7 separate regions of the Mus musculus genome follow, and all the other regions are linked to region 6. Evidence: chromatin contacts called from public HiChIP or PLAC-seq and promoter capture Hi-C data. All regions are on one chromosome and are shown on one strand. The core of a region is the stretch at or near the end of the contact, and the rest is flanking DNA. Distances in the headings are between cores, read along the strand shown. Region 1 holds the start of Tnip1 (TNFAIP3 interacting protein 1). Region 2 holds the start of Ccdc69 (coiled-coil domain containing 69). Region 3 holds the start of Phykpl (5-phosphohydroxy-L-lysine phospholyase). Region 4 holds the start of 0610009B22Rik (RIKEN cDNA 0610009B22 gene). Region 5 holds the start of Slc36a1 (solute carrier family 36 (proton/amino acid symporter), member 1). Region 6 holds the start of Zcchc10 (zinc finger, CCHC domain containing 10). Region 7 holds the start of Hnrnpab (heterogeneous nuclear ribonucleoprotein A/B).

The links. Promoter capture Hi-C pulls out the DNA fragments that hold promoters and counts their contacts. HiChIP or PLAC-seq counts read pairs in DNA pulled down with a chosen protein or histone mark.
Region 1: an H3K27ac HiChIP or PLAC-seq map of bone marrow-derived dendritic cells shows a contact between it and region 6, with 12 times the contacts expected there. The contact joins the promoter of Tnip1 here to the promoter of Zcchc10 in region 6. A contact is called at or near these places in 1 of 39 promoter capture datasets (pre-B cells), 1 of 115 datasets of contacts at active chromatin or transcription factors (bone marrow-derived dendritic cells) and 1 of 9 other capture datasets (liver).
Region 2: a contact with region 6 is called in a promoter capture Hi-C map of liver, with 5 times the contacts expected there. The contact joins the promoter of Ccdc69 here to the promoter of Zcchc10 in region 6. A contact is called at or near these places in 4 of 39 promoter capture datasets (hematopoietic stem and progenitor cells, liver and pre-B cells).
Region 3: a promoter capture Hi-C map of liver shows a contact between it and region 6, with 5 times the contacts expected there. The contact joins the promoter of Phykpl here to the promoter of Zcchc10 in region 6. A contact is called at or near these places in 3 of 39 promoter capture datasets (the C10 cell line, liver and pre-B cells).
Region 4: a contact with region 6 is called in a promoter capture Hi-C map of liver, with 4 times the contacts expected there. The contact joins the promoter of 0610009B22Rik here to the promoter of Zcchc10 in region 6. A contact is called at or near these places in 7 of 39 promoter capture datasets (the 3T3-L1 cell line, the C10 cell line, hippocampal neurons and 3 more) and 2 of 115 datasets of contacts at active chromatin or transcription factors (large pre-B cells and pancreatic cancer cells).
Region 5: a promoter capture Hi-C map of liver shows a contact between it and region 6, with 4 times the contacts expected there. The contact joins the promoter of Slc36a1 here to the promoter of Zcchc10 in region 6. A contact is called at or near these places in 3 of 39 promoter capture datasets (liver and pre-B cells).
Region 7: a contact with region 6 is called in a promoter capture Hi-C map of liver, with 5 times the contacts expected there. The contact joins the promoter of Hnrnpab here to the promoter of Zcchc10 in region 6. A contact is called at or near these places in 6 of 39 promoter capture datasets (embryonic stem cells, hematopoietic stem and progenitor cells, hippocampal neurons and 2 more), 1 of 115 datasets of contacts at active chromatin or transcription factors (large pre-B cells) and 1 of 9 other capture datasets (liver).

The regions. Positions count from the first base shown.
Region 1 is chr11:54,961,053-54,964,694 of GRCm38.p6, forward strand. Tnip1 (TNFAIP3 interacting protein 1) reads right to left here and starts at 1,888. Exons shown (of 19, transcript NM_001199275.2): 1 at 1,781-1,888.
Region 2 is chr11:55,076,865-55,080,460 of GRCm38.p6, forward strand. Ccdc69 (coiled-coil domain containing 69) reads right to left here and starts at 1,267. Exons shown (of 7, transcript NM_177471.4): 1 at 1,149-1,267. The coding sequence starts at 1,196.
Region 3 is chr11:51,583,520-51,587,304 of GRCm38.p6, forward strand. It overlaps Phykpl (5-phosphohydroxy-L-lysine phospholyase), which reads left to right and starts at 1,262. Exons shown (of 13, transcript NM_028398.3): 1 at 1,262-1,360; 2 at 1,995-2,113; 3 at 3,042-3,201. The coding sequence starts at 1,302. It overlaps Col23a1 (collagen, type XXIII, alpha 1), which reads left to right. Exons shown (of 29, transcript NM_153393.2): 29 at 1-406.
Region 4 is chr11:51,686,242-51,689,896 of GRCm38.p6, forward strand. 0610009B22Rik (RIKEN cDNA 0610009B22 gene) reads right to left here and starts at 2,393. Exons shown (of 2, transcript NM_025319.2): 1 at 2,307-2,393.
Region 5 is chr11:55,202,742-55,206,477 of GRCm38.p6, forward strand. It overlaps Slc36a1 (solute carrier family 36 (proton/amino acid symporter), member 1), which reads left to right and starts at 1,599. Exons shown (of 11, transcript NM_153139.4): 1 at 1,599-1,747.
Region 6 is chr11:53,323,262-53,326,589 of GRCm38.p6, forward strand. Zcchc10 (zinc finger, CCHC domain containing 10) reads left to right here and starts at 1,428. Exons shown (of 4, transcript NM_026479.4): 1 at 1,428-1,480. The coding sequence starts at 1,440.
Region 7 is chr11:51,604,994-51,608,486 of GRCm38.p6, forward strand. Hnrnpab (heterogeneous nuclear ribonucleoprotein A/B) reads right to left here and starts at 1,888. Exons shown (of 8, transcript NM_001048061.1): 1 at 1,674-1,888; 2 at 1,347-1,593; 3 at 468-636. The coding sequence starts at 1,570.

The sequences.
Region 1 (3,642 bases), core at 638-3,137, 1.6 Mb after region 6:
TGTCACAGCACATGTAATGGAGCTCAGAGGACTGTATGTAGGAGTCCTGTCTCTCTTACTACATGAGTCCCAGGGATTAAACTCGGGTTGTCAGACTTAGCAACAAGCTCCTTTAGCCCCTGAGCCATCTCTGCATCCCCCAGTCATCCTCTCAAGAGGAAGGAAAGCATTTGCATTCACAACTTGCCCTCTTCCCAGGACACCTCCCACCTCCTGAAGTCTGGGCTTTGATTCTGACCCTGACACTCACTCCTGGTCTGTAACCTAGCTTTCTAAGCAAGGCTATGGGGACAACAGCAGGGCCAGTTTGTGGCACACACAGAGAGAAATGGCCCTAGTGATAAGAAGCATGGTCATTGTGGTCTGGGGCAGCAGGGAGTGTGGATCTTCCTCTCTCAGGGGATCTCAGGCCTACTGCTGGGGCTCACTTTGCCTGGATCTCACTGAGAGCTGTCTGAGGAGGTGGCCTCTGGCCACGGCTGCTGGCTTCCTCGCCAGCCTTGTCCTCCTCTTTCTCCTCCCCGGCTCTTTCTCCTGTGTCCCTAACCTGCCTGTTATTCTCTGGTTTCTAGGACAATGACACCAGGGAAATTCCCAGCTCCTCATACACTGGCCCTGCCAGGCCCCTCCCACGGTCTCGAGGAGTCCTGGGTCTTTCCTTCTCTGGCTTCTCTCCCTCTGGCCCGCCTGACTCCAAATCAGAGTATCAAGCTGGCTCCAAACTGGGATCCTAGCTTGCTCCTCATCATCTTCCTGGAAGTGGGAAGAGATTAGTCCCTAAGGGAGGCAGACCCATAGGACCAGAACATTGCCCAATCCTGGGAAGCCCTACCAGGCCCCAATAGCATTTCTCTCTCAATCTACCCCATACCTTCTCATGTCTTCTAGAATCTCGCCACATTCCTCCCTCATTCTGCAGTCCAGAGGTCACTGTCAAAAGTCAGACCCAGCCTCTGGCCCTTACCTCCCCCAGCCAGGGACTTCCCTAGGCTGGCCCTCTGACCAGCTTCGGAAAAACTGGACTGCTTATTATCAAAAAAAGAAGTCCCCACCATCTGCCAGCCCTTGGCCCCACTCCCAGGGCCTCAAGTTCTCGGTGAAAGGTTCACCCTCAGAAGGAGCCAGTGGGCCTCAGAGCAAAGAAGTCTGGAGACAGGGGAGGGGTTCCTTCATTCCAGTGCTGAGGAGGGGCTCAACAGCTATTGTGTCCCCCAGGGAGCAAGATGGGTTTCCACCAACCTTCCTTGTTTGGGTTTAGACTTCCAAACTGCCCAGCTCATCCCACACCATCCCCCTCAAAATTCACATTCACACAGAGACAGACACCCAGACCATCCACAAACATAAACACTCCCATGGACCGATATATGTACCTGCTCCTGGGAGCCTGACACAAATGCAAACATGTCCTCTCACACACAAGAAAATATGGGAACAAGAAAGAGAAAAGTCCCCTTCACCCCTCAGAGAGAGGGATAGTACAGAAAAAGAGAAAGTCTCTCTTTCCTTCCCTTTGGAAAAGTTGCAGACATTCGGAGAGAAGATTGGTCAGAACAAGTACGAGGGAGAGAGACAGAGGTCAGAGGGCAAAGGAGGCTCAGGGAAGAACAGAGACACAGAATTCAAGGCCCTAGGTGGGCCCACCAAGCTAGGCTGGGGAGCAAAAGACCCCAGCTGGCAGAGAAGAGGAGGCCAAGCAGTTACTGACACACAGCTGGGAAGGTCTGGTGGCCTTGACATTACCGTGTGACGCTCCTGGAATCTGCCTTGTCACACCTACCTTCAGCCCAGGTCACTCATCCGAGAATGCACGAGGTGATCTGAAGATGTGCCCAGTGAGTGCGGCCATGCCTCCCTGTGTCCCTGTGAAGGTTGCTGGGCTTTCTGAGCTTCTGCAGGAAGGAGGGCTGGGCGGAGCTGACTCTGAGGCAGGAGGGGAATTCCCCCATGATGGAGAAGCCAGCCACCAGGCAGCCCCACAAGGCCGAGCTGAGGCCCCATCCCGCCTCTGGCAGAGCAGAGGGCCCTTTGCCAGCCTCCACCTGTTGCTCCCCAGGCTGCCTGTCACTTGTGGTAGATTCCAGGAAGGGGAGGGGGCTCTGGAGAAGAGCTGAGAGCCTGCTGGCTCCTGAGCTGGGCTGGGAATCAAGCAAAGGCAGGTACAAGGACACAGGCCACCTGGGCTGCCCTGCTGGGATGGCCTGGAGATATATGTTTCCTCTTTTGTTCAAAGTGGGGGATTCCAGTGTGCGTGGCCTTGGGGAAATCTCCAGGCATCCTGCTCACGTCCTCCTGTCTTGTTCCTGCCTCATCTGCTCCCAAGCATCCTCTCCAGAGGAGGAAAAGTTTCTCATTCTTCCCCAGATGCTGAGTCTTGCTGAGTCTCACTTGGATGTCCAGCCACACTTGGAAACCCTTGGCCCGTTCTGAACCTGCCAGCTGCAGTCTGAGCATGCCACTTCCTCCTGAGCTTTGTGTGATGGTTATTCTCTATGATCAACTTCACTGGATTTAGAAGTCTCGAGGAGATACACCTGGGGTGTGCCTGTAAGGCCTTTTCCAGAGAGGTTTTCCAAAAGAGGGAAGACCCACCTTGAATGTGGACAGCACTGTCCGGGGAGGCTGGGGTTCCAGACTGAATGAAAAGTGGGGATCAGGAGAGGGTTGTTCAAGCACTGTTTTCTGCTTTCTCTGCTCTTCCTGATCCACTAGATGTGAGCGAGCCCCCGGATGCACTTGCCACCACAGCTTAGAGCCACTCCCACACTGCCAGGCCTTCCTACCAGAGTGGACTGTATCACCTCAAACTGGGAGCCAACATAAACCCCTCCTCTAAGATGCTGCTTGTCAGTCTTTTGTCACAACAAATGACTGCTCACACATGCACGTGTCACTGACCCCCATCTCACTCACTGTCACACCCACTGCAAAGTGGGAAACTGAGTCTTGCTCTGTCTGCTTTCTGCAACTGTACCAGAAGCCAAAAGATGCTTTGTCGACACCCCTTGTAAACCACTGACTACATATATAAAGTTACCCACTGCCATTCACTACCTGCCACAAAAATGTCTGAGGAGATAGGAAGAGGCCACCTGGGTGAGAGAGGCTTTCTTGATTATCCCTAGTTCAGGACTGTCCTATCCAACTGAGTGACCATTATCCACATATGGTGGATCAAATGTAAATTAACTAAACCTAAATAAAAGCAATAATTGAGGAAATGAGGAAATAGCTCAGTGGGTAAAGTGCTCACTGATTTTGAGCCCCAGCACCCAAATTTAAAAGTCTGGTGTAGATACACACAGGCCAGTGCTGGGGAGGCAGAGACAGGATATCTGGGATCTGTGGGTCAGCCAGTCTAGCTAAACTGATGAGCCGGAGGCAGTGAGAGAACCTGTCATAAAAAACAAGATGGTTGTCACCTAAGGAGTAACACCTGAGGTTCACTGCTGGGCTTCACGTATATGTACACACATATGCACATGTCCTACACACTCACACTCACACACACATACACACACACACACACACACACACACACACACACACACACACTCAGTTCCTTAATAGCATTAGGCACCTTTCATTGTGATGTATAGCCAGGATGACAGCTGTTCCTACATGTGACTTGAGGTTACAGGT
Region 2 (3,596 bases), core at 17-2,516, 1.8 Mb after region 6:
GAACAAAAACATCCAGCCTGCTGTGGTGGGGAGGCTGGTAATCCCAGCATTGGAGAGGCAGGTGAATTAGCAGTGCAAGGCCAGCTTTGGCTACACATTAAGTTTAGGACAGCCTGGGCTACACCAGACCCTGTCTCCAAAAGTGGGGATGGGGAGAAAAATAAAACAATGAAAAGTTAGTCCAAGTGCAGGGGAGGGTTCAGAGAACACACACACACACACACACACACACACACACACATTGACAAAGTTAGGGGTAGATAAACAGAGGTAACAGGAAGACTAATGAGCTGAAGTTCCTTGCAAAATTAATCATTTTCACAGTGGGGACTGATGAAGTTCACGGGCTGTCCATCCCCACAAGGGGTGGAGAGACTGGCAGACAGGAAAAAACGACTAGGACTCTAGAGTGCCTGTTTCCTTCTCTGGGCCCCCGGCTGTCCTCAGTGGATTTGGCCCTGAATCTAGGCTCTGACCTCCTGACGTTTCTCAGACCTCAAGGGGCAGAAACCTGAGTCAGTCTCTTGGGCTCTAACCCAGCTTCAGGGCTCTGGGGCGGGAGGGACAGGAAGGAGGAGAGAGCTGCAGGAGACTACAAATCAACTCCCACTTTGGCTCCTCCCAGCTACCCTAAGGGCAGCCCACGCACCGCTCAGTTCCCGCAGGAAGCCCTGACCCGCTTCCTAGGCTCTAAAGGGTGCAGTGATCCCAGGCGAAACTCGTTAAGAGGCAGCCTGTGTCTAGCAGCCCTTGGGCAGACCAGGGAGTTGAGGTTTCCAACAGGTCTCAGGTGATGCTGGTGCTGTCCGGCTGTGGACCTATCAGAGATTGCCGGCCTTAGACCTTAGCTCAAGGCGCAGAGAGGTTAAGAACTCTGTCCTCTACTACACAGTGACAGCCCCACACTGAAGGCCACCTGCCACGGACACACCAGTCACCTCCCCGCGGGGACAGCAGGGTCAGCTGCAGTTTGTCTGGGACTGAGTGTGTTAACTCGGCTTCTGATTGCCGGGTCGGGCGGAGACAGAGCACCCCCACCCCCGCACCCCAATCTCCATGACTGCCCCCCCCACTGCTGTCCATCTGGTGTCCTCTGCTGTCCCTCTGAGCGCCCCCCAAGCAGACCTCCGTGTGCGGGCTCCCGGTACCTTCTCTGCGCGCTTGCCGCGGCTGTGCCGGCTTTGCCTGCAGCCCATCCTGCTTCGCGCGTCCCGCTGGCTGTGACTCTCAACCGCCCGGAGCTGCAGCCGCGCCGGCTGCGCGCCTTAAATGCCGGAAGAGCAGGGCCTGCGCGGGGCCCCGGCCGAGCCGGGGCCGGGCCAGGGCAGGTGCCAGCGGCGCTCCACGCCAGAAGTACCTGAGGCCGGGGCAGGAGAGATCCCCAGGAGCCACAGATGGTTCTCAGGACCCTCTGATGAGAAAGAGCTGAGAGGGAAAAGAACGAAAACAATTAAACCAGGCGTTGTGGCACACGTCTGTAATCCCAGTTCTGAGGAGGTGGAGGCAGGAGGATCACAAGTTCGAGGACAGTCTGATATATATAGGGGGTTTAAGACCAGGCAGGGCTACATGATAACCTGTCATACAAAGGGAACGGGGTTGGAGAGAGATCTTAGCAGTTAAGAGTATTTTTCTGCCCTTCCAGGGAACTATGGTTCAACTCCAGACACCCACATCGGGTGGCTCAAAGATGCCTGTCCGGCTCCAGCACATGGGCCTTTTAACCTCTGAAGGCACTGAGGGTGAGTGCCTATAGACCCAGCACTTAGGAGGCTGAGGCTGGAGTTTCAGGAAGAGGCTACAGAGTAAGTAAGAGCTTATCTCAAAAACAAAACTAACCAAGCAAGCAACCAAAAGAACAAGCCAGCTGCAGGCTCAGTGGGAAAGGCAGTTGCCTGTGATGCCGACTTGAGCTCCATCCCCAGGCCCCACTTGGTGGAAGGAGAAAAGGAACATGCATGCCAAGGCTCACACACTGCATTACCCATTCATAACTAAATCTACATTTCCTGAGCTGAAAAGGCCAATCAATTTGCAGTTCCAGGAGCCTGAGGCAAAAGGACAACCACAAGTTGGAGGTCAGTCTAGGCTACAGAGTGAGCCCTTGTCTCAAAAGAAAATGAATTAAAATTATCTCAGTGAGTAAAGGTGCTTGCTACTAAGCTGATGACCTAAATTCAATTCCCAGGAAAAAGAGAGCCAACTCCTGAAATTTGTCCTCTGATCTCCATATGTAGGCCATGTGCACACATGTGTGCACACACACTCACTCTCCCCTCTTCAATAAACAAATGAATAAATGAAATAAAAGTATACTTCAGAGAGGGACAATGCTGGTAGCAAGGCCCAGAGCCCAGGTCAAATGCTCCCCCAAACCTGGCTTTTGTAACACCCCTGCAAATAAATGACACCCACTTTCATTGTAAGCTTTCCACAAGGCTGGGCCAATAGCTTTCCCCAGCTCACAAGATCTGTGTGACATAGTCTTCTCTCCTCAGGACAGACACTGCAAGCTTGCCAGATGCAGTGGGAATGGGGACAATAGGGTCAGAATCTAGGACAAGAGACTCCTTTCTATCTTCTTGGAGTGCTCACTGGGAGCTGCACGTGGGAAGGCGATAACAGCTTTGAAAGTCAGCGCTCCAGAGTACTGGGCACAGGTTAGAAAATCCGTGTCAGGGTCACAAACTCTCTGAAAGTTGTATTGAAGAAAGAGACCCAGTGCAATGAATAACACATTCAAGGCAATGACCCTCCAAAGAGCAGAAAACAATATTGAGCTGGGCATGAGGGCTTATATTTGTAGTTCAAACAGCAAGAAAGCTGAAGCAGGGGGTCACTGTGAGTTCCAGGCAAGCCTGGACTACATAATGAAACCCTGTGTCTTAGTCACTGTTTTATTGTTATGAAGAGGCACTATGAGTAAGGCAACTCTTAAAAACAGAAAGCATTTAACTGGGGGGTGGGGTGGGGTGGGCTTCTTACAGTTTCAGGAGCTTAGTCCATTATCATGGCAGGGAGCATTTAAAGGCACTGGAGCGATAGCTGAGAGTGTTACATCCTGATGGACAGATGGGGCGGGGAACAGGGCTGGACATGGGCTTTTGAAATCTCAAAACACTCCCCCAATGACACACCTCCTCCACAAGGCCACACCTCCTAATCCTTCCTAAACAGTTCCACCAACTGAAACCAAACATTCAAATCTTTGAACCTATGGGGCCATTCTCATTCAAACCACCACAGAAATGCTTAGTAAGGCAGCCAAAGTGTGGGGCAGGTGAGAAGGCTCAGTGGATTAAAAGGGTTCACTACTCAATTCAATCCCCAGAACCCACATGATGGAAGGAGAGAAGTGACCTTCCCCTGCAAGCTGTCCTCTGACCCACACATATATGCCATGGTGCAGAACATCCTGGGGACTGATCTTCCTCACCATGCTTTTTTTGGTTTTCTATTTATTTAAAAACATTTTTTCAGCCGGGCATGGTGGCACACACCTTTAATCCCAGCACTTGGGAGGCAGAGGCAGGCAGATTTCTGAGTTCCAGGCCAGCCTGGACTACAAAGTGAGTTCCAGGACAGCCAGGGCTATA
Region 3 (3,785 bases), core at 12-2,511, 1.7 Mb before region 6:
TGCAGCTCTGCCTCAGCTTCCCAAGTGCTGGGATTACAGGCTTGCACCACCATGCCCCCCACTACATCCAAGTCTTGTTCAGTCCCTTCCTCCTTTCAGCCTGTGCCTTCTTGGCCTCCAGGGTTGCCTTGAAAGGACAGATGCCAGAAAATGGAGAGAGGATGGGACCAAGGACAGGAAGGATAGGCCTTTTCTGAGCAGGAAGATGGACTTTTAGGTAGGTTTATGGTTAAAAACATGAAATACCGCTCAGTTGGGGAAGATGGAAGGGCTCTGTGACTGGGTTTTGGTGACAAGATGCAACATTGAGAATGTACTAATGCCACTGAATTGTATGTACCCTTCAAAATTGCTTGTTTTTTTATGTATATTTTACCACAATAAAAACAAACAAAAACCACAAGAATACAAAGCTGTTCTTTAATAAGTGCTGTAAGCATTTTGCAGTTTTCTAGGGAAGAAAAGAAATAAGCTACTGGAGAATGGGGCAGCGGGCTGGCATGTGAACAAGACTGCCCCAGTCTGCTGAGGGGCCTTCTCAGGCCTTTGTTCCAGGGTTCATCAAGACAGTCAGCTCCAGCGCTCAACCCATAAGGGAGTATCCCTTCTCTCCCACCTCCGGGACCACAGAGGTCTCTTGTCACTCAGTGTGCTAGGTAAGAGTTCAGGAGACCTTGTTTTAGTCCGGCCTCTGCAGCGGGCCTATTGTGTGCCTCGGAGCAAAGCCGTTCTTTTCTGGGCCTGTTTCCTGCACAGTACATAAGGTAGGACTCAGAAGTTTTCCAAACCTCTTCCTATCTGCCCACTGCAAAATTCTCTTCCTGTAGCGACATGTCAAGTTTATCCTGTCTAATCCTAGCAAGAATTTCTAGAGATCTCCGTGGTCTGCCCCAGCAGTGGCACCGAACTCTACAGCGCCATGCCAGGAAGGCCTTTGTCCTTCCAGGGTGCCAGTAATTTACCCTCACAGGGTGTCACGTTATCAGCGCAGAGACAGCAACCTGCTCGGGCGTGCCCCGCCGCAGTTTAGAGTCCCGCTCCACCTGGCGGTCTGGGGACACATTCCTGGGAGGGAAACCTCGGGCGTAGGAGAGAAGGGCGAAGTCCGACCATGGATCAGCGGAGAGTATCCGCCCGTGATGACGTGAACTGCAAGCTATCTCGCTTGCAAGTTCCGTAAACGCCCGGGAAGGGAGCTCCTGGGGGCGGGACCAGCACTGAAGCCCCACCCAGAGCTGACGTCGCGGGCGGAGGCGGAGCTAAGCGCGCAGCATCTGGGTACTGGCTGACCGCTCGGCGCCATGGCCGCGGACACGCGCGCCAAGGCCGTCACTCTGGACCTGAGACGTCGGCTGCTCAGGTACCGGGTGTGGGCTCCGAAAGCGCGTATAGCGCCCACCCCGAGTCCCTGATTTCCCCGCCTCCCTCAGCCTACTAGAAGCGGCCGTGAACCACCCCGCGACTCCGGGGCGTCCCCTGTCCCGTGGAGCGAGCTTTGCCCCTGGCAGCCACCTGCATAAGGAGCTGGGCCTGGCCTGGGGGGCAGTCATGTCACGGGCAGGGTTACAGGAAGTCTGCTCTTGGCCTGTGAGGAGTATCCTCGGTGCCACGTGGAGAGAAGCTTATGGTTGGAACTTAGGACTGGAGCTAGCCATTACTAACGGGGACAGCAAGGCCACTGGGTTGGCAAGGAATGTTAGGGGCTGAGATGCAGCTCCTAACAAGGGGGTTTTCTTCAGGAAGCCATTCCGAAGCCCTTTTCACTGGGACTGGAGGAGTCTCAGTGTGCAAGCAAAACTGAGAGGGCCACAAAGGCTTAGTTTTGTCTCAGAAACTTTCTGCTCCGTCCTGTTCACAGGAATGGGGAGGCAGGGAAGTTCCACCGTGCCCTGCAAGCTTTTGTCCATCCCAGAATCAGGAAGGAGTGAAGGGGGCTGTAATGAGTGGAGGTCAGTCTTCAGACAGGGTTGTCGATCCTTTGCCTGTCCCCACAGCTCTTCCTGCAGACTCTTTTTTCCTGAGGATCCTGTTAAGATTATCCGAGGCCAAGGGCAGTACCTGTACGATGAGCAAGGGCGAGAGTACCTGGACTGTATCAACAACGTGGCTCATGGTCAGTATGACGCCTCTCACCCTTGGTGAGACAGGGGAGGAGGCTGAGGCCATAGATCTGACTGATAGCCTGGGTTGAACAGAACTGAATCGGATGCTCAGGGGGGCACCCCAGTCTTTGTGAAAAGACTCCACACCATAGCTGTGCTAAACCAGGCAGGCCTGAGAGGTTCACATGCCAAGGTCCAAGCTGCACGTCCCACGTGGAACTCACATCAAACCAGGCATATATACAGTCCACCCATCCATGACCACAAATGTAGTGTGCTCATCTTGGCCTCGTGCAGGGTGCTGACAGCAGGCCTTCACCTCTATTGACTACTATAGGGGTAATAGGAAACTTTAGTATGAATTCAGCCAACTGGGCTACCACAGCTGTTAGAAGGCACATTGCAGGCAGGTAAGGGTTAAAACCCAGGACTCTCCCAGCACTCAGGGCACAGAGGCAGGGGGGTCTCCTGAGTTAACAGCCAGCCTGGCCTACGCCTACATAGCAAGTTTCAGGGACAACTAGGGCTTCACAGAGAGACCCTGTCTCAGGAGAAATGACTTAATCCTGGGCCTTTTTGGTAAACTCACTGCCCGGTGTTGTAGGTAATTGTGTTAATTATTGCTACCTTGCTTTGACCATGTTGGCACGTGAGCTCTAAGAATGCAGATGCCATGGCTGACCCTCTGACAGTGCCCCTCCAGCTGAGTCTCAAAATACCTCTCTAAAAACCTTTGTTTTCTAGATAGCATTTCTGACCCTCTTTTCCTTCTGCTGGACTCTCTTCTGGGCTCCCCCGCCCCATCATTAACTCCCCTCTTTCCACTTTGCCTTCGTTAACTTCGTCTCCCCTGGATGGGTTTGCAGATAGAGCGGAGGGGGCATCTGGTGGGGCTGGCTGGGTGACGTCGGCCACTTGATGCAGATGCCCCTCTTGCAGTTGGGCACTGCCACCCTACCGTGGTCCAAGCCGCACATGAACAGAACCTAGTGCTCAACACCAACAGCCGCTACCTGCATGACAACATCGTGGACTATGCCCAGAGGCTGTCGGAGACCCTGCCGGAGCAGCTCTCTGTGTTTTACTTCTTGAATTCTGGGTAAGTGAACAGCAGACAACATGCTGTTGAGAACAAGTTCAGAAAAGAGAATCATCCCTGTGGGTGCAGTGCAGAGAGCTTGGGAGCGTGGAGCCAACTTCATGGCGAGGCTCCTGGGCTTCTAGGTTGTAGATCCTAGAGCTCTTTCTGTTGGCTCCCATTTCTTCCTTTGTAGAGGACACCACCGCCTCCCTTCTAGGCACATTGGGACTTAGTGAAGTAATGGGTTTATTTATTCCTTGTGGATTCAGCCCTCAGGTGGCTCAGCAAGCTTACAGGACACCAAGTAATTCTTCAGAGAAATGTAAGATTACAGAGAACATCTAGTGGTTCCTCAGAGAAATATAAAAGTATGGCAGTGTCCTTTTCCGAAGCAAGAATACTAAATAATGAAGCCTAGAAGCAAGCAGCAGGGGACCTGACTTGACTGTGCCTCTGTGTAGATGCTAAGAGCTCCTGGGGAGGTAGCTAGGGGAGATGGAAGGAAGGAAGGGTGCTGTCACTTTGGGGAAAGTCTGCTTGTCCAGGTTGGTCACCACCTGGCACAGCCTGGGCAAAGGCCCTGTGGCATGAAGGGGCAAGGA
Region 4 (3,655 bases), core at 1,143-3,642, 1.6 Mb before region 6:
CCACACCTAGCTATATTTATTAACATTTTACCCCTCCCCACTGATTTAAAATGATAGAGCTACCATACACTAAATTTGCATTCATATTTCCCACATCTTTGGGTTTTTTTTTTGGTCCTATTTATGAAATAAAGGGAAAGCTGCTTAGCATCTGGATAATTTCGATAGGTTCAGAAAATGAACCTGGCAAAAACCTACCATCTTTCCATTGATTGAAAAAAAATAATACAAAAAGAGGGAATCCCCCCTCCACACACACACACACACAGGGTTTGAGAGGGAATTTCTTAAACTGAAAAAAAAAAAAAAAAAAGGACATCACCATCAACAAATCCAAAATACTTTTTACAGTTACTGTCAAAGACTACCAGGGCAGTGGTAGCTTACACCCGATCCCAGCACTGGGAGAGACTGGGGCAGGAAGACTCTCAGGGATTTGCGGCCACCACCTGGGCTACATAGTGAGTTTCAGCCAGCCTGGGCTAAAGTCTGAGATGCTGTCTTTAAAAACAAAACAACAACATCCTACAAACTAAAAGCTTTTTTCTTAAAACCAGAAACAAGGAAAGATCACAACTCCATCCTTTGGCTAAAGTTTAGGAATGCAGAAAGTATACCTCCCTTCTACCACTTCTATTGAGTACTTTACTGGAGATAGCAGGCAGGGAAACAAAGTTAATGGGAAGAATTAAAAAAAAAAAATCACTACATTGGGGGGTGGGGACAGCCCCAGCACCAGGGAGGCAGAGGCAGGCAAGTTCCTGTGCGTTCAAGGCCAGTCTGGTCTACAGATCTAGTTCCAGGACAGCCAGGGATACACAGAAAAACTGTTTCAAAAGCTAAACCAAAACAAAGAAATAAAAAGCATTTGGACTATGAAGTCCAAACTATTTGAAGATGATATAATCTTATACATAAAATGTCCTATGGAACCATGTAAGGGCAGACTTAGCAAGGCAACAGGAAACAAGATCAATAGAGAAACAAATGGGTTTCTATAGACCAGCAGCTAGTTCCAGAGTGATAAAAAAAAAAAAAAAAAAAACAAAAACCAAAAACCAAAAAACCCAGGATAAGGGACTATCGTTTAAGAGACACGTCATAAAATAAAAACTATAGCTTTAGGAATTTAATCAAGGCTTTCAGTGGAGGTCTTGGTGGTTAAGATCATTGGTTGCTCTTTCAGAGGACCTAAGTTTCCACTAAAAATTTCCGAAGAATTAAAGAATCTCACCTATTCTTGAAAACAAGTAAATAATGGCTGCTGGTTCAGGGGACTCGTTTTTCCTCATTGGTGTATCCACCATTAAATTGTGTATGCTCCATAAATAAACCCCTACCCATAAATACCCAAGTTAAACTCAGTGGGTACACACGCATGCTCAGTCCAGAACTCAGTAGGCAGAGGCTAGAGGATCTGTGAGTTCAAAGCTAGCTTGTTCTGCAAAGCAAGTTCCAGGACAGTCAGGGCTACAGAAAGAGACTCTGTCACAAGAAGAAAGAAGACAGGAGGAGGAGGAGGAGATGATCAACTTCACAAAGTTGTCCTCTCTTACACATGTACCATATAGCAAGCAGGCACTCCCATGATGTGTCACATACATCCACAATAATAATAATTTTAAAAAATGTATAGATATGAAAATAGAAGGGAAAGGGGGTTCAGTGGGTGTGGGATGAGAGGGTGACAAGGGCTGAAAACCACATTAAAACACATGGATGAACCTGCCAAAGGATAACTAAAGATACTAGGATGGACTGTCATCCTTGCTTTGGGGCTATTAAAGATGGCGATACATCTATTTACCCACAGATTCATTTACAACACGATGACAGAGTCCATTAAATAAACCCGTACATTTTGCTATTTTATTTTGTTATTAACCTTTTTTAAAAAATAAAATAAAAGGTCTTATGAAGCCCAGACTGGCCTACAAGTATCAGAAAATGGCTTGAATTCCTTACCCTAGCTCCCCCTTTCCAGTGCTGCGATTATCTTACACTGCCCCTCTTTAACTGTTTATTTCTGGTGCTGGGGACCAAATCCCAAACCTCCAGGTGCTAGGCAAGGGCTCTGCCCCTGAGCCACAAATCCCAAGGAAAACTCAAAGTACGCACCCACGAAAGTGACTGAACTGTATGTGCCCAGCCTCCCTGGACGGCCCCCACTTTCCCAGTCTCTAGCTCCCGACTTTTTGCTTTGGGCAGGGTCTTGCTGTCCTACAGCACTTGAGGCAATCCCTCCGGGCTCCTGAGCGCTGGGATCACAGGCGAGTGCGGGATTTTGACAACTATAAATACCTCACCTAAGCCGACTTCCCTCTAGTTCAGGGGCAGACAAGCTCAAAGAGGAAAGCAGGTCAGCCGGCCATCACACACACTCAACGTCCACCCCGCGGGGTAGCTCCGCCCACCGACTAGCCGAGACTGCTCACTGCGCATGCGTACATGTTCCCGCCTCTCCGGGAAGGACTGAGCGGCCTGCGCCGGCTGCCGACCTGACGCAAGTGACGGAAGACTGAGCATGCTCAGTAACGCGCTAAGCCCGTCCCCAGCCCCGGTCCGGCCGCCATCTTGGATCAGGGCAGCTCAGTCGACCGGGCATGCGCACATGCGTCTCTGAGCAAGGCTGCGCTAAGGGTTTTGTCCGCCATCTTGGGTCAAGGCCTCATGGGACGTCGGGGTCCCCGCGGGCCTCCTCTGGCTCTTAGAGCAATCCTTGCCTTCACCGCACGCGTACTTGCTTATGTTGTCACTGACGTTCGCCTGGAGGTGTAGAGACCGGAAGCCTGGCGGGAGATGTGGACCAGACTGCCAAGTGAGGCGGAGCTTTTAACTACAAGAATGCCAGAAAGCAAAATGGAGGTTGCAGCACCGGGCGCTTGTGTCCAGACGGTGCTGGCCGTATGCGTGGGCGGAAATGCGTAATGGGAGGGTGGTTTAGGGCGCAAATCACTGGTGTTAGGTGCTGTTAATCATCAAGGACTCTGCTCTTTCAAGTGTATGTCTGCATTGTTCACAGGTTTTCCTTATGTGTTTATTATAGTGAGACTTATCTAGCGTTGGCGTCCTGAATTCCTTCTTCCCTTAAACAGACATTTCGAAGCTACTTTGGCTAAAAATCATTGACTTCTCTCTGGGGCCACAGAGTGACTAAAGATAAAGTTTGGCATTTCTGTTTTCGTTTTGTGTTTGCTAGAAACATAAACAAAGCGAAGTAGCTCTACAAGGCACGTTCTATTTGTAAAAAAGGTGTTTCAGGATCAAAATCATGGTGTCTTTTCCCCAGTGGCTGGGGTCCGACCTTCATGCTTGGCTAGTTCTGAAAGAATAAGCTTAGAGGAATGGAGTTAAAGGTCTGTATTCCAGGCAGCAGGGAATTCAGGAGGGAGAAAGGATGCATGAGGTTTATAAACAAAACTTTACTAGGTGGAGAAGATGTTTGTTTGTTTGTTTGTTTGTTTGAGTGAAGCAGCTTTCTTTTATTGGCGGTAGTGAAGAAAATTTTTGGAATATTGGCCAATGGCAGACTACCTACCTACCTTTGATAGATAAATAACAAAACTGATTTCTTACATCTCCTTTGCTTTGGTCAGGTACCTGCCCACTTCTACATAAGCAGCATGTTTATCCATCCATTTCATCTCCCTTCAAA
Region 5 (3,736 bases), core at 349-2,848, 1.9 Mb after region 6:
GCCGGATGCCACTCATGGATGGGGATCTTGACCCAGCAAGTGTAGAGTGGGACTCTAGAAGTTGTATCATTTCTTGTTCATGTGTGTATATGTATGTGTATGCATCTGTGTATGTGTGGTGTATGGTTTATATGCTTGTGTATGTATGTATGTATGTATGTATGTATGTATGTATGTAGTATATGTAATATGTGTATGTGTGTATGTGTGTGTCGTGTATGAAGTATGTGTATGTGTGAAGTTGTCTTTGCATCTCTGTGTGTGTGGTATATGGAGTATATGCATGTGTGGTATGTACTGTTTATATCTCTGTGTGTATGGAGTACATGTATGTATGTGTGAGGTGTATGGAACATATGCATATGTGTATGTATGTATGTATGTATGTATGTATGTGTGAGGTGTATGAAGTATATGTGTGTGTATGGAGTATATGTATGTGTGTGTGGTATATGGAGTGTGTATGTGTGTGTGGTGTATGAAGTATGTGTATGTGTGAAGTTGTCTTTGCATCTCTGTGTGTGTGGTATATGGAGTATATGTATGTATGTGTGGTATATGTTTGTATGAGTATATGTGTATATGTGTCTGTGATGTATGGAGTATATGTTGTTTGTGTGTGTGTATGTGTGTGTGTGGTGTATGGAACATATGTGCATGTACGTATGTGTGTGGTGTACGAAATATATGTGTGTACATGGAGTATATGTACGTGTGTGGTGTATGGAGTATATGTATGTATATGGTGTATGGAGTATATGTCTGTGTGTATGTGGTGTATGGAGTATATGTATGTGTGTGTTTGTGGTGTATGGAGTATATTTATGTGTGTGGTGTATGGAGTGTGTGTGTGTGTGTATGTGTATGTGTGTAGCATATGGAGTATGTGTGTGTGTGTGTGGAGTGGGGCATCGGGGAGTCAGATGGTGACATTGTCTGCTTGAGTTGTTCCCTCAACTTTTTTTCCCCACAGGTTCTCTCACTGAACCTGAGCCCACTGTTTTGGCTAGATCAGTTAGTCTGCTGAAGAGACCAAGGGATCCTTCTGCTCTGGCCCCAAGCTCTGGTGTTACTGGCACACATTGTCTTGCCTGGCTCTTTATATGTACTGGGAATCTTAACTCAGGTTCTTATTGTATCCAGTAAACCATTTTCCCAGTAGCCCCTTTTAAATTTTTTTGAAGCAAGGTATCTTTAAATCACCCAGGGTATCCTTGAACTCACTCTATAACCCAAACAGGCCTTGAACTATTTTTCTTCTCTGCTCTGGTATTGCAGTCTTGTACCATCAGGCTTAGCTGCACGATTTATTTTTTAAAAGGTGCAAACTTGTGATTATAAACCAGTAAATGCACGTTAATATATGCTGAACAAATAAATTTTAGCAAGGCTAAAAATTACGGATATTTTGCATGCCGACTTCCCTGGAGACTGCCTCAAAATCTAGGTCGTCTGCCTTAGCTCTGTGGTGGTCTCAGAAGCACTGCCCTTTCTGAAGCAGCGGCTGACGGCCGCCAGGTGGCGCTGCAGAACAAGGGTCCGGGAGGAGGAGCACGGAATGGAGCGGCACGTGACCTGGGCTAGGGAGCCAGCATCACGTGACAGGGCCCGGAAGCGGCTGTCCAGGAGGCTAGAAAACCATGGCTAGGGGTCGGCGCTGAGGCTACGCGAGGTGGGCTGAGCAGGAGCGGGAGCCAGAGCCGGAGCCGGAGCCGGAGCGGGAGCCCGGGCCGGGCAGGGCCGACCGGTGAGTAGTGCGTGCCCTGCGCTGCAGTCGGGAGTCACCTCCTGCTGTAGCACCTCCCGCCAAACGGATGCTGCTGCTCAGGGACAGGTCACCCGTGGGGTGGGGTCTCCCATGCACCTTTGACAGGTGTTCAGTCATAGTTCCCAGGTGACATCGGCAGTCACTGACGGCTAGCTCGGACCAACCCTTCGTTTGCAGATGTGGCTGTTCGAGCTATGCCCTTGCCTTGGGTCACAGGGTACCAGACCGCAACTCCTTTCCTCCGAGAGTAGGGGAAACTGAGGTCCAGGGCTGTGTGTGGGCTTCCGAGGTATCCCTGCAGCAGGGTGTCAGCTTCTGCAACTGTTTGTTTTCTGCCACGTTGCCATCTGCGGGGAAACTCGCCCTGTGAAAAGGCACTTGTCCCTTCCGCTGTGGGTCGCGCGTCCTTGTTTAGCTCCGCTGTGTCTGGGCTCTCCACGCCAGGCTTGAGTTCTGGGTGTGGTTCTGTTCACTGATGGCTTTTTCCTTTCCTTTCCTTTCCTTTCCTTTCCTTTCCTTTCCTTTCCTTTCCTTTCCTTTCCTTTCCTTTCCTTCTTTTTTCCTCTCTCTCTCTCTCTCTCTCTCTCTCTTTCCTCATCACTCAGCAGGCTTCGTTTCTAACCGTTCTGCAGTTTTGTGGAAGTCACTTAGAAATATGAAATAGGACCTGGGATAGACTGGAGGGACCAAGAGAGCTCTAGGGCATGAAAAGCACAGATGTTAACTTGAAGACCGCTTGCTTTTTGTTTTGTTTTCTGAAATTTGACAGATTCAGGTAGCGACTGCTTATATGGATGGAATTAGGGGGTGGGGGCTTGTTGAGTCAGGATAGCAACATAGTGTCCTGGAAGGAATTGACTTTGGGGAATCTGCAGAGCGTGTTTTAGCTTTTGCCTCTTGCTTGATGCCTTAGGTGACTTTGAATCCTCCCTCACCCGGGTTTACATTTTCAGTGTATGAATGATGGTAGGGTCCTTTTGTTATGAAACTCATATTTTTCCTGTTTGATTTTGTTAGGAGAGATTTACCCCCTCCTTGTAATCTGTAGGCAGTAGCCTACAACAAGAGTAGATCTTGTTCTAAAAGAATTTTACCTGTTTCTAATTGTCTTGAATCTGCCCCCCCCCCATTTATGGCTCAACTAGACATTCATAATTTTAGTTGTCTTTCTCATGACCAAGATCTCTTTTGCCTCTAGTTTGCATCCTAATTTATAGTAACTAACAGGTACATTAGTGCATAGGGTTTTTTTTTGGATGGAACCCAGGGGTTCCAAACACTCTGGAAGTAGACTGCATCTACGGCCGGGCTTCTTAAAAGCTGTTGTTGAGGTTACAAGTAAGAGGCTCGACTCTCAGCCCTTGGCTTTGACCTGAGGCTGGGCCTGCTCTGGTGGGGTCTGTGCTGCTGCAGCCTCTTTGTTTTTATGTCTCTGTTTTCTCCTTAAACCCGGTGGCTGTTTGTTCAGCCTCCTGCCTGTTTAGCTGTCTTTGTCTAGCCGGGAGTCTATAAAGGAGAGAGGGATTTATGTATTTGGTTATTCAGGAGACTACAGTTAAGATCAGTGCGGTAAGGGAAGTGGTTTTGAGCATAAAAACTTTCAAGGAATCAGTTCTCTTTTGCTTTGGACACAGCGTGGAACTCCTTGTCACCACAGGGAGTTGTCATTGGGCATTTAATTGATTACCTTGGGGAACGTTGTAGGTGAAATTGCTGTGCTGGATAGAGAGCTGACCTAAATACAGTCAGTTGTGTTTTCCTTCTTTATCTCTGTCTCCCCCTCTCCATCCCCCCCCCATTCTCTCCGTCTCTCCCTGCCCTCCTATCCCCCTCCATAAGTCAGAGCACTGTCACAGGCACTGTCTATCTACCTTTGCCCTTGAGCTTGCTGATTGATTTGGTTGGGCTGGCTATGAGTCCCGTGGATTCCCTTTCTCCACCTCACCAGCGCCAGGATTCTGAGGACAT
Region 6 (3,328 bases), core at 178-2,677:
TGAAGAGTGATTTGGTTTTGTAGATATAAAAAAAAATTTTTTCAAGACAGGGTTTCTCTGTGTCGCCTTGGCTGTCCTGGAACTCACTCTGGAGACCAGGCTGGCCTCATATTTGCTATATAGCCCAGGTTGGCCTTAACCTCCTTGTCCTCCTTTCTCTACATCCTGAATCCTGATTTTAGAAACTTGTGTCATAACTTGGGAATTAGACTAGCCTGAGCTAAGTTTCTGGCCAGCCTGAAAAATTAAAGATGTTATCTTTAACAATTAAAAAAAAAAAAAAAAAAAAAGAGGGGCCTGGAGAGATGGCTCAGAGGTTAAGAGCACTGACTACTCTTCCAGAGGTCCTGAGTTCAATCCCAAGCAAACACATGGTGTTTCTGTCTGGTCCTGTCTCCCTCTCCACTCCCCTTACCCCTCCTCCTCTCTTAAGACTCAACCAAACTGAGTAGAATTCAGAGATCTGCATGCCTGTGTCTCCTGAGTGCTGGGATTAAAGGAATGTGCCACCACACCTGGAACTAAATTTCTTTACCTGAAACTTTCTCTGTACCATGCTGGCCTGGAACTCATGTCTGTACTCCCATCACTTATGATTGATTCCTTTCCAGAGCAGCCATGTTGCTGGATTAAAATTCCTCTACACAGCCGGGCAGTGGTGGCGCATGCCTTTAATCCCAGCACTTGGGAGGCAGAGGCAGGCAGATTTACAAGTTCGAGGCCAGCCTGGTCTACAGAGTGAGTTCCGGGACAGCCAGGGCAACACAGAGAAACCCTGTCTCAAAAAAAGACCAAAAAATCCTCTACGCAGATCTTTGAAAGAAAAATCAAAAACAAAAAAAAAAAAACCAAAACAAAACAAAAAACCAACCAAACAACAACAAAATCAGAATGATCCAGTCATCATGACGACACCTGTAATTTCTTGGGGTTTTTGGTGTTTTGTTTTTTGAGACAGTTTGTGTGTGCAGCCTTGGTTTTCCTGAAACTCCCTGTGTAGATGAGGCTGGCCGTGAATCCCATCAAGTGTTGGAATTAAAGATGTGGGCCATTACTTCCTGGCCTTTTTGGTTTTGTTTGGTTTGGTTTTGAGCTAGGGCCATAAGTTTTCCCAGGTTGGCCTCAAAAACATAGCAATCCTCTTGCCTCAGCCTCCAAAATCCTGGATTACAGGATTTTTTTTTTTTAGGATTTTTTGAATACTACAAAATTCCACTGCATATGTATTACAGACCCCTGGTTTGAGATCACCCTTCAAGACCCTATTCATACTGAACACACAAGCCCACATTAGAAAAGACAAACCAGCTAGTGGCCACCATTAGCCTCTTCTGAATTGAGCCCGTCTGGCCCCGCCCAGGACCGCAGAGGTTTCTAAGGACCCGCCCACCGGTGCTAGTTTCCCAAAAACCCGTGCGGCAGACTCCAGCCGCTCCAAGATGGCGACTCCCATGCATCGGCTCATAGCTCGAAGGAAAGCGTAAGTGAGATGCTTGTGGGGTGTGCAGGAGGGCTGGGGGCGTGCAGACGCCTGTCCGCTAGCTAGTGAGCGGGCGCAGGCTGCTGAACTGAGCGGGATTTGAAGAGAGTTCGAAATGAATCCAAGAATTGGTCGTTGGGTGGTCTGTGTTCCTCTGTCCGGTCCACATGTCAAGGGTAGCCTGGATGCTTGATCCCACATCTTCCCTCTCAAGATCCCAAACTTTTCCCTCTTCAGCGTACCTGCCTCCTTCCTATCGCCCTTTCTAGAAACAAGCCTGTCTGCAATGCCTATTAATTCCCCATCGACCGTTTCACTTTCTGCAGCTCTCACTGTAAATAATTATTTTAGTACAATCACTCACAGACAGTTTCTCTGAAGAAAAATGTATTCAAGCTACGCAGCTTAACAGTTTTATTGTGGAACCTGTTGATACTCTAAACAAGTACAGCTAGTGGTTTAAATAGCTTTGTAGGAGCCGGATGGTGATGGTACATCCAAGCATTCAGGAGGCAGAGGTAAGCAGATTTCAGAATTCGGGGCCAGCCTGGTCTACAGAGTGAGTTCCAGGACAGCCAAGGCTACACAGAGAAACCCTGTCTCTCTAAAAACAAAACAAAGTTAAGCTTTAAAGGGGATAAGAGGCTGTGGTGAGGAAAGGCAAAAGGCCCAGTTCAAGTCAGTTCTAGAAATTCATCTGTGAGGGGTGACATTTGAAAACAGACTAAAAGCCATAGAAAGGACTGAGTCAGCAGAGGATTTGGGGAAAGATAGGAAATGGTATATTTGCTATGAGTCTGTTAGAATTTGGGGGTGGGTTGGGCAGATTTAGAGACAGGATTTGTCTGTGTAGCCCTGGCTGTCCTGGAACTCACTCTGTAGACCAGGCTGACCTCGAACTCAAGATATCTGACTGCCTTCAGTATGCTGGGATTAAAAGCTTGTGCCACCATGCCCAGTTTGAATCTCAGTAACTATCAGTCCTGGTGGCAGATGCCTTTAATCCAAGCACTGGAGAAGCAAAATCAGGTGGAGTAGCACTGAGTCAAAGCCAGCCTGATCTAAAGAGCAAACTGCAGGCCAGCCTCAGCTGTGTAGGGAGACCCTGTCTCCGAAAAGAAAAAAAACCAACCAACTCAATAACTACCCATTCAGTGGTGTAAGCGATGTAAGGGGCGGAGACCAGTTACTTGAACATGAATTTGAGTCCAGCCTGGGCAACATAATAAGACTTCATCTTAAAACCCTCCAGTAATGTCATACCCACTCTGCATGGCTGTGTGACATGCATGTCATGTTGTATTTCTCAGACCTATCAAAAGTCATAATACGAACCTGAAAGGAAACAGTTTATACATCTAATACCTGCATTGCTTCGCACTTTGCTTTTGACCTAAGCTGTGGTTTATGAGTTTAAAACCCGAGTGTTGGGCCTGACGTTGGTGGATTGTGCTTTTGATCTAAGCACTCAGGAGGCAGAAGCAAGTGGGTCTGTGAGTTCAAGGCTAGGCCAAGCTGGGTATGGTGGCTCACACTTTTAATCCTAGTATTGTGTGGCAAGTGTCTTTAACCCACTGAGCTGTCTCACCACCACCATTTTTTATTAGTAAGTTAAAAAGAATGATAGCCAGGCACAGTGGCACATGCCAGCACTTGGGAGGCAGAGGTAGATCTATGAGTTTGAGGCCAGTATGGTCTATAGATGGAGTTCCAGGGAAAAAAATCAAAAGCAGAATCAACCAACCAAATGAACAAGCTTTTTCATTTATGTGTGAATAGGAGTAGAGGTCAGAGGACAAGTCGTTGGGGGTCAGATCTTTGGGCTTACAGCAAACACCTTATCCACCC
Region 7 (3,493 bases), core at 638-3,137, 1.7 Mb before region 6:
GACAAAGCAGCAGTGACAAAGAGCACATCTAGTGCTGAAATCCTCTCTACCCTATAAAGGCATGCACCTTCACTTTCTCTGAGATTTAGGATGCCATCCCTATGTACTTGGATTTAAATAACAACAAAAGCAAAAAAAAAAAAAAAAAAATCACACCTATCCTCATAGCAATCTCAGACTTTAATCCCTACAGTGCAGCATTTAACACCAAGCCCATGAATTGGCACAATAGAGTTAGTAAAGGAAGGCTGAAAAGGCAGCTCTCTAGTTCCTGCCCAGCTCCCTACCCTCCTGCAGGCTTCTCAGTAAGCTTTTTATAGTAGAATTGCAATCGCCCAGAATCACTCAATCTGTACTATCCCTCAAAACGACTCTAAGCTCACTCGTGGCAATCACCTCAACACTGCAATGCCTGAGTTCCTTAGGATTCAGAATCCTAGTAGATTGCTGTCAAATACCCAGCTTACCTTTTCCACACTAGAAGAATCTTTGAAGAGAATAAACCCAAACCCTCTTGATCGTCCAGTGTTGGGATCCATTTTTATTGTACAGTCAACAACCTCTCCAAACTTAGTAAAATAATCCTTTAAGTCTTTTTTGCTGGTATCCCAGCTCAGACCACCAACGAACATTTTTCTGCAAGTGAGAGACAAGACCACAAACCTTAGAAGCTGTAAAAGAATTCTGACACTTTTCCTGGCTGGGGAAGGGCTTATGGAGCCACAGTCCCATGGACCAGTCTGAGATGGTGCCCCCTTTCAAGTTAACCCTTGCGTCGCTCTGCAATCTCGACTCAACTGGAACTCACAGCTGAACGAGACTGTACAGCCACACACGGTACATACGGGACAAGAATGTGACCCATGACCCCTCACGAGTTTAAAATCAGCGTGCCCTGCACTCATGAATCTACTTGAGCTCACGGCCTCCCAAGTACCTGCCCCAAGGAACTCTGGGTTTCCCGGTGCCAAGACCGCCCCAGGGTTCAGGCTGGAACTCCGCCCCTCGACTCGCGGCAGGCTAGGCCCGGCCCGCTGCGCGCCAACTCCGCCTACGCAGCAGAGACGCAGCCCTCGCGGCCCGATTCGCGATCCGCCGCTTTTCCTCTTCCGGGGCCGCCCGCCCCGAGGCCCGAAGTAGCCCAAGCACCGCGCGAGCGGCCCAGATCGGCCTCACAGTCGACCCCGCAAACTCCTGCAAACTCCGAGGCGCGTAACCGCGCCCGGGCCAGGCGGCAAGCGCGCCAGGCAGGCACAGCTCCGCGGGCCGCCCGCCCCTCCCCCCGCCGCGTGGCGCCAACAAAAGACGGCCCCAGAACAAAGGCGGCGGCCCGCGGCCGCACCTACCCCGCGTCCTCCTCGTTCTTGCTGGCGTTGATCTGGTCGCCCTCCGCGCCGTTCTGGTTCCCGCTCGGTGCGGTCGTGGTCCCGCCCCCAGACCCGGCCGAGGCCGCGGGGGCCGCGGCAGCCGCGCTGGGCTCGACCGGGGCCTCGCCTTCGGGGGCGGCCTCGTGTCCGTTCTCGGTGGCGCCCGTCGTCTCCATGGGCTGCTCCTCAGCCGCGTCCGACATGGTCGGCCAGGCCGCAGCGGCTACTGCAACGAGCGGCGACAGCGCGTCAGGCCCCGCGGCGCTCCCCGAGCTCCCGCCCACCGCCCGCGGCCGGGCCGCTCACCTCGCCGCCGATGACGCCGCGAGGCCCTACTCGCCGCAGAAGGCGACGCGCGGGCTTGGCCGCGGTCACGCTCGCACCCCCGAGGGCTCGTCCGCAGCCACTGACTATCGCTCCGCTCGGCCGCCGCCGTACACTGCCGATAAAGAAGACCTTAACTCCGTCCCGCGCGGTGCCACCGCCTGACAATGCCAACTCGTGGAGCTCTTTATAATGCCGAAGCCGGGCACCACCTCGTAACAACGGATACTCTCATTGGGCAAAGCGAACCGCCACTCACCATTGTCCTAGCATCTTATTGGCTGCTTCTGCGCGCGCGCTCTAGATCCGGGCGGGCTTTGTCCTCATTTTAGAACGCGCGCGAGTCGGAGAACTGTCTACGGTTCCGGTCACCGGGCGAGCACGTCCAATGTCCCCAGCTGCCCGGGGTACACGGCAGTCTGTCATCCTATCCCTACATCCTATTCTACACTAGCAACCCCGGCCTCCCAAAAGAGGAGAATGAGCCGGAGGAAGTCCCCTAAATCCAAGGTCGCCCGGAGAAAGGAGCCTAATCTTGGAGTGCTCTAATCTACGGAGTGCTGCGGTCATCGGAGGCCTTCAGCACAGCCTGCTCCTAAACCTCGGCATCCTGAGATGCCAGGGCTCCTGCCCTCTTCAGTGAGCTAGCTGGGGCCATCCATGGAGGCCTGGCGCAGTGAACGTTGGACCGTAGTATTTCCAGTGTCTGCTTGACACCCATAGATACTTAATATCGCATTAGTGTTTAGCTTTGCCTTTAATTTTTATTTCTTTCCTTTGGTTCCGTTTTGTGTTTTTTGAGACCAAGTCTGGTATCCTCCGACTGGCCTTGAACTCTTGACCCTCCATTTTCACCCCCTCAGTGCTGGAATTATGTGCTGCACCACCACTGTGCCTAGCTTAATTTCACTGATTTTTAGATGATCCTAAATGGAAAAATTAAGAGTCTTTTCATGTAGCCCCAGGATATGATTACAGACATGTGTCACCCTGCCTAGTCTGACAACTTGCTTTTGGAAAAATAGCCCTGTTAAATGAGGTTATGGTAAAGAGGGGTAGTTTTCTTTTAAGCATTGACCATAAAACTTTAAAGGCCTGGGTTAGGCCATGATTCCTGTGTATGTGTGCATACGTTTGTGTTGAGTGTAAGTTCTATGCCCTGAGTGTGTAAATCAGACAAGGTATCAATCTTCACTTTCCATTTTGTTCTTTATAATTTTTTTTTCCTTTAAACAAACTAGCTGGCCCACAACTTCATTTTTAGACCTAGGCTGGTCTTGAAGTCACAGAAAACTGCCTGCCTGCCTTCTAAGTGCTGGAATTAAAGGTGTGAGTCATCCAATGGATGGATGGATATAGATAGATAGATAGATAGATAGAGATATATATAGATTTTTTTTTTTGAGACAGGGTTTCTCTGTATAGCCCTGGCTGTCCTGAAACTCACTTTGTAGACCAGGCTGGCCTCCAGGCAAATGGTCTCACAAGCTTTGGAGATTCTCTGTCTCCTCCCACATTGATGGAGTAAGCTGAAGTTAGATTTGTGCTCCCCTGTTCAGCTGTGGGCACTGGAGTCCTGAACTCAGGTCCTCATGCTTGTGCCCACGTGGCCCACTGAACCCTCTCCAGATCCAGAACCTCTTGCCTCTTGACTTTTTTTTTTTTTGGTTTTTCGAGACAGGGTTTCTCTGTGTAGCCTTGGCTGTCCTGGAACTCACTCTGTAGACCAGGCTGGCCTCGAACTTAGAAATCTGCCTGCCTCTGCCTCCCGAGTGCTGGGATTAAAGGCGTGCGCCATCACA